2 separate regions of the Mus musculus genome follow, and region 1 is linked to region 2. A link is a contact called in public HiChIP or PLAC-seq data. All regions are on one chromosome and are shown on one strand. Each heading gives the region's core, a stretch centred on a gene start, on an enhancer-like site or on the middle of the called end of the contact. The rest is flanking DNA. Distances are from core to core; before and after follow the strand shown.

Region 1 (2,700 bases), core at 93-2,592, 130 kb before region 2:
TAATGGCCCAAGTCTTTAATCCCAGCTCTTGGGAGGCAGAGACAGGCGGATTTCTGTATGTGAGGCCAGCCTGGTCTACAGAGCAAGTTAGCCCCCCCCATGCACATTATAACTTCTTCTTCTTCTTCTTCTTTTTTTTTTTTTTTTTTTTTGAGACAGGGTCTCACTTTGCAGATGATTCCAGGCTGGACTTGAATTTGTTTTGAGGCATGTCCACCAGAGAACAGCACACAGACAGTCTGTTTTTTTTTTTTTTTTTAAGATTTATTTATTATTATACATAAGTGCACTGTAGCTGTCTTCAGACACACCAGAAGAGGGCGTCAGATCTCAACTCAGGACCTTCAGAAGAGCAGTGTTCTTACCCGCTGAGCCATCTCGCCAGCTCAGACACAGAAACTCTTTTTTTTTTTCTTTTAAAGGGGATAGTAATAGAGACACAGACACTCTTTTTTTTTTTTTTTTTTTTTTAAGTTTAGGGGATAGTAATATATACCTTTTTTTCCTATTTATTTATTTATTTATTTATTTATGACTGTAGCTGTCTTCAGACACCCCAGAAGAGGGCATCAGATCGCATTTCGGATGGTTGTGAACCACCACGTGGTTGCTGGGATTTGAACTCAGTACCTTTAAGAACAGTCAGTGCTCTTAACCGCTGAGCCATCTTTCCAGCCCGACACAGACACTCTTAAGGCTGAGAACAAACTTCGTATTGATGGCTCCTGGCTACAGAGGATACTTGTCCAATCATGGAAACCCACATTCTGGTTGGCACACTTCAATTAGCAAGAAACAGAACTACGGAAGCCAAAACGTAAGGTTACCACATTTAGAGACTTTCCTGTTTCCTGGAACTATGGACCAGGTCTTTGATGGATTTTGGTCTTTGTACCATTTTTGGCAGAGATCTGCCTGCCTCTTCCTCTCGTGTGGAGATATTAAAGGTGTGAACCACTAAGCCCTGATCTGACTTAATTTTTAAAAAACATCTTATCCGCACATAGAATTCTGACTTTATTAGTGTACATCGTGCTTTTTGCTCATATACTGCGTGTTGTAACTACTCTCACACATACAGAACGTCTCTAACACTCTAGAGAATCCCCACAGGATTCTGAGTTTCCTCTGAGGCCAGAGCTTCCATTTTAGGCCTTCCCTCTCTCACTGTAAAAAGAGGAAGCACAGAAACCGAGGCCTCCTTGAGAAACTTTGCCTGAGTCTAACACAGTAGGTCAAAAGAACCCATAAAGGACTTGGCTCTAGGATCGCCACGCATGCGTACATCCTCTACCCTGCCTCCTCCGGTCGGTTCCCGTAACTCGGCCCCGCCCCTGACGCTGCGGCCCCGCCCCCGACGCCTGGGGTTGGGATAATCGGACCCGACCCGGCTTTGGTTCTGCAAAGCCTCAGTCTGTAGGAGACCTTCGCTGCTGGAGCCATGCCTTCTGTCGCTTTGAAATCTCCGCGCCTGCGCCGGGTGTTCGTGGTCGGCGTTGGCATGACCAAGGTAAACAGAGTTGTGAGCAGCGAGAGATCTGCCTCTGTTATTCCCCGCAGTCCGAGGCGACAGGGAAGCGCGGCAAGGGGACGGTCACAGTCTGCGCTGCTGTCCCTCTGACCTTTCCCTCCAGAGAGGCGACCTGAGGGTGTATGATGCTGTCACTAGGGTCTCAGTATCTTGGGCTTGTTCTCTCAGTCATTTTTTTTTTTTTTAAAGATTTATTTATTTATTATATGTAAGTACATGTAAGTAAGTACATTGTAGCTGTCCTCAGATACTCCAGAAGAGGGCATCAGATTTCGTTACGGATGGTTGTGAGCCACCATGTGGTTGCTGGGATTTGAACTCCGGACCTTCGGAAAAGCAGTCGGTGCTCTTAACCACTGAGCCATCTCGCCAGCCCCTCTCAGTCATTTTTTTATTCGCCTTCCTGTTTGCTTATTCTAGCTTTTTAGTCTGTGAAGGAGCCCCCAACACAGCACAAATCTCACACTTCCTTAGATTCTAAATCCCGAGTAGGCCGGCCGGGTGGTTCACATCTCTAGTATGAGCTTTAGGAGATGCAGCCAGGAGAACTGCTGCGAGTCTGAATCATATCAAGACCTTGTTTCACAAAACAAAGCAAACCAAACCGACAAACAAAACAAAACAAACAAACATGTGGTTGCTGGGATTTGAACCCAGGACTTTCAGAAGAGCAGTCAGTTCTCTTACCCGTTGAGCCATCTCGCCAGCCCTATCTTGTCTTTCTTACCTCTAGAGCCTTGAGCTTAGCTCTAATTTACTTTGATGCACTGGGATTCTTTGTTCAGATGACTATATTCTCCTAATGTATTGCTACAGGGTGGGTACCACAATTATTTACTGCTGTATCACTCACAGTGATAAATCACTCGTGCCTAATGACAGTGAATGTTAGATGATTGATATTAAATGGATTTACTGGTGAAAGAGTTACTGTGAAGAATCTTTTTGTACTGTAAAAAAAAAAAACAAAACCCAAATTTTACATTATCTTAGTAACAGGTGAAAACAAATAATTTATTCAAAACATGTAAATAGAAAAGTTGACTAATATGTTCTAAAACTTAAAGGGCATCCCACTGTTTCTCAGAGGGGGAGCTTCTCATATAGTAAGTAGGTGGGCAGTAAAACTTTCCAGAATATTCTCTAGATTTTTTTTTAAAAAAGTATCT
Region 2 (2,700 bases), core at 139-2,638:
GCGGACTGGGAGGTCCCCAGGGGTGCAGAGGAGAGGGAGCAGACCACTGCTTCCCAGATGGCATGTTTCACAATGTCTGCCTAAGAGAAGAGAGGACAGGGTGAAACATTCCCAAGGTTTGAGGCAGGGGGATTTCCAGGGTGATTTGTGCATCTCCTGAAGCCTCTGAAATGGGCAGAAGCTAAATTTTTGGTCCTAAGATGAAAAGATGTGTAGCAACAATTTTGGAGTTTTGGTTTCTAAAAGACAAACAAACAAACACCCCCCCAAAACAAACAAAAAAAACCCAACCCCACCTCAGTAAATATTATAAGACCATGTTTTTGTTTTAATCTCAGGTGTGGGGTATGAGGCTGCTTCAGACTTTCCATGGCAGCTGACTATGATTTGCCTCGTGCTCTAGCAGGGGTCTGATTTTGCCAGCAGTAGATAGTTTCTACAATTGTGTGACATTTGGAATTCTGGGGACTTTTCAGAGGGTATATAAATGCATTGTTGGTCACTGTTAGTTTTGGTTTGTTAAGTAGTCATGTGGAAAGAAGAAGAGGGGGATGAGGAAGAAGAGGAAGAAGAAGAGAAGGAGGAGGAGGAAGAGAAGGAGAAGAAGAAGAAGAAGAAGAAGAAGAAGAAGAAGAAGAAGAAGAAGAAGAAGAAGAAGAAGAAGAAGAAGAAGAAGAAGAAAAAGAAGAAGAAGAAGAAGAAGAAGAAGAAGAAGAAGAAGAAGAAGAAGAAGAAGAAGAAGAAGAAGAAGAAGAAGAAGAAGAAATAATTAGATATCCTGACAGCAAGGCTCAAACTGCCCCCCCCCCCCCCCGCCAAGGAACTGGATGCCCCAGTCTGCAGAAAGTTGTCTCACTATAATATCACCCCCTTTCTGATTCCTGACTTTATACAGGGATCTCTTTCCTTTCCTCTCTATTTTTTCTATTCTCTCTAGTATTATGGGGTTGAAAGGGTGGAAGAAAGGGGATGTAGAAGGGTGGAAGAAGGAAGAACCCATAAAGTAGCCAAGAATGGCTACAAAGATGTCTATACACCACTGTGCTATGCAGCCACCAAAAGGGCAGACTTGTCACTATGAAGACAGTCCTAATGTAATGTAAAGTGGAAAAGTGATTTAACAACAGGGAGCCCCAGAACCTCCTGGGAAATAGACTCCTCTCTGACTTGCAGGATTGTGTGCAGGGTGTCATGAGAGCCCGATTTCCTGAGGAACCACCGTGGACACCTAGCTGTGGGAAGCCAGGAGGAAATGCAAACACAGTCACGATCTGAGGGTTCTGTGGCTTTTTCTATTTCTCTGATTTCTCTCTTACACCCAGAATGGAGCTTGTGATGAAAGACATAGCCCAGACACCCTGCCTGGCAGCCATAGAGCTGCGGTTTACCAGGAGCTCTCAGTTCCCCAAAGATCTGCATATCACTCGCTCACAGTTCATCAGCCTTGTGAGTCAGCGACACCCTGAGGAACCCCGATGCCGGGCACCCACTCCTCATCATTTAGATTTACTAATAGTTGACTAGTTTTTTTAGAAGCTGCCCCCAAGCTCTTTGGAATCTCCTCCCTTGACTTCCCAAGTACTGGAATTATAGGCAAGGGCCTGTGCCCCTTGCCTCTTAGTTAATTTTACAAAGTTAAAAAAGGCCAAGACAGCTCAGACCACAGTGTGAGACCCTGTCTCAAAGAAAAAAGAAAAGAAAAGAGAAGAAGAGGAGGAGGAAGAGGAGGAGGAGGAGGGGAAGAAGGAGAAGGAGGAGAAGGAGAAGAAGGAGAAGGAGGAGAAGGAGGAGAGGAGGGGAGGAGAAGAAAGAGAAGGAGGAAAAGGAGAAGAAGAAGAAGAAGAAGAAGGAGGAGGAGGAGGAGGAGGAGGAGGAGGAGGAGGAGGAGGAGGAGGAAATATGAAATCTATTTAATAATACTTTAACCTGCTATATCCAAACTATTGCCATGCATAATCAATGTGAAATTTTTATGCTTCCACAGGCTTTACATTTTAATTAAAATTAATCAATAAATCAGTATATGTACTAGCTGTATATCAAGTACTTGATAGCCTAGTGGCTACCATACTGAGAAGGCTCTGGGTTGACATAGGGACAATGGAGCTCAGGGTGAAAGACGCCTGGCCAGGCTACTCAGGAAGTAAGTTTTAGAACCAAGATTGGAGCAGAGTTCCTGACCCTTCTGCCCACTGTTTCTTGGTTCTGGTCTAAGGCCTACTTTGGGATGATAATGACTGCCATGTGATCCAGCCCATGCAATCCCTTCTCAGTTCAGCTCTCAGAGTTCTGCCTTGTCCATAGCTGCAGCCTGTAGGTTGTTGTTGGTGAGCCTGCCGTCTGAGGGAGTAATCAAGTACAGCGAAGTTGACCAGCTATGGGATGTTAGAACAAGACTTACAGACAGAAAAGCCAGTCCTATAGACATGACTTCAAATACTCCTCCTGACTTAGGGTAGGGACAAAAGCCATGTCTGTCCCACTCCATGCTTAGGTAGGTGCTCCTAGCAATGCCCCAGTAAAAGGCCCCAAGGAGGAACCCCAGGGAGGATGGGAGCCCAGTGGCCTACAACTCCCTCCCAAGCCATCTGGTTCACTACCGAGTGTCCAGGGATTGGGGATCAAGAGATTGAGGTGATTAGAGACATTAGCTTACAGAGATGGCGGGGAGCTGGCCTGGCTCCCAGCCTGTTTCAATCT

Evidence for each region. HiChIP or PLAC-seq counts read pairs in DNA pulled down with a chosen protein or histone mark.
Region 1: a BATF HiChIP or PLAC-seq map of CD8 T cells shows a contact between it and region 2, with 5 read pairs. The contact joins the promoter of Scp2 here to the enhancer-like site in region 2. A contact is called at or near these places in 2 of 15 datasets of contacts at CTCF or cohesin (CD8 T cells and pro-B cells), 5 of 484 Hi-C or Micro-C datasets (CD8 T cells, the CH12 cell line, DN3 thymocytes and 2 more), 6 of 115 datasets of contacts at active chromatin or transcription factors (the 230-238 cell line, CD8 T cells, bone marrow-derived macrophages and 1 more) and 2 of 9 other capture datasets (adipose tissue and pancreatic islet).

What each region holds. Positions count from the first base shown.
Region 1 is chr4:108,117,189-108,119,888 of GRCm38.p6, reverse strand. Scp2 (sterol carrier protein 2, liver) reads left to right here and starts at 1,342. Exons shown (of 16, transcript NM_011327.4): 1 at 1,342-1,510. The coding sequence starts at 1,442.
Region 2 is chr4:107,987,804-107,990,503 of GRCm38.p6, reverse strand. The region is part of intron 2 of Slc1a7 (solute carrier family 1 (glutamate transporter), member 7); the gene reads right to left. Among named protein-coding and RNA genes, the nearest start is that of Slc1a7, 21 kb to the right of the region's middle. Within about 2 kb of position 1,388, at least 60 of the 459 cell types and tissues checked have an H3K27ac peak or open chromatin away from gene starts, as enhancers often do. A contact at or near this core is called in the 230-238 cell line, CD8 T cells, DN3 thymocytes and 3 more, where this site is marked.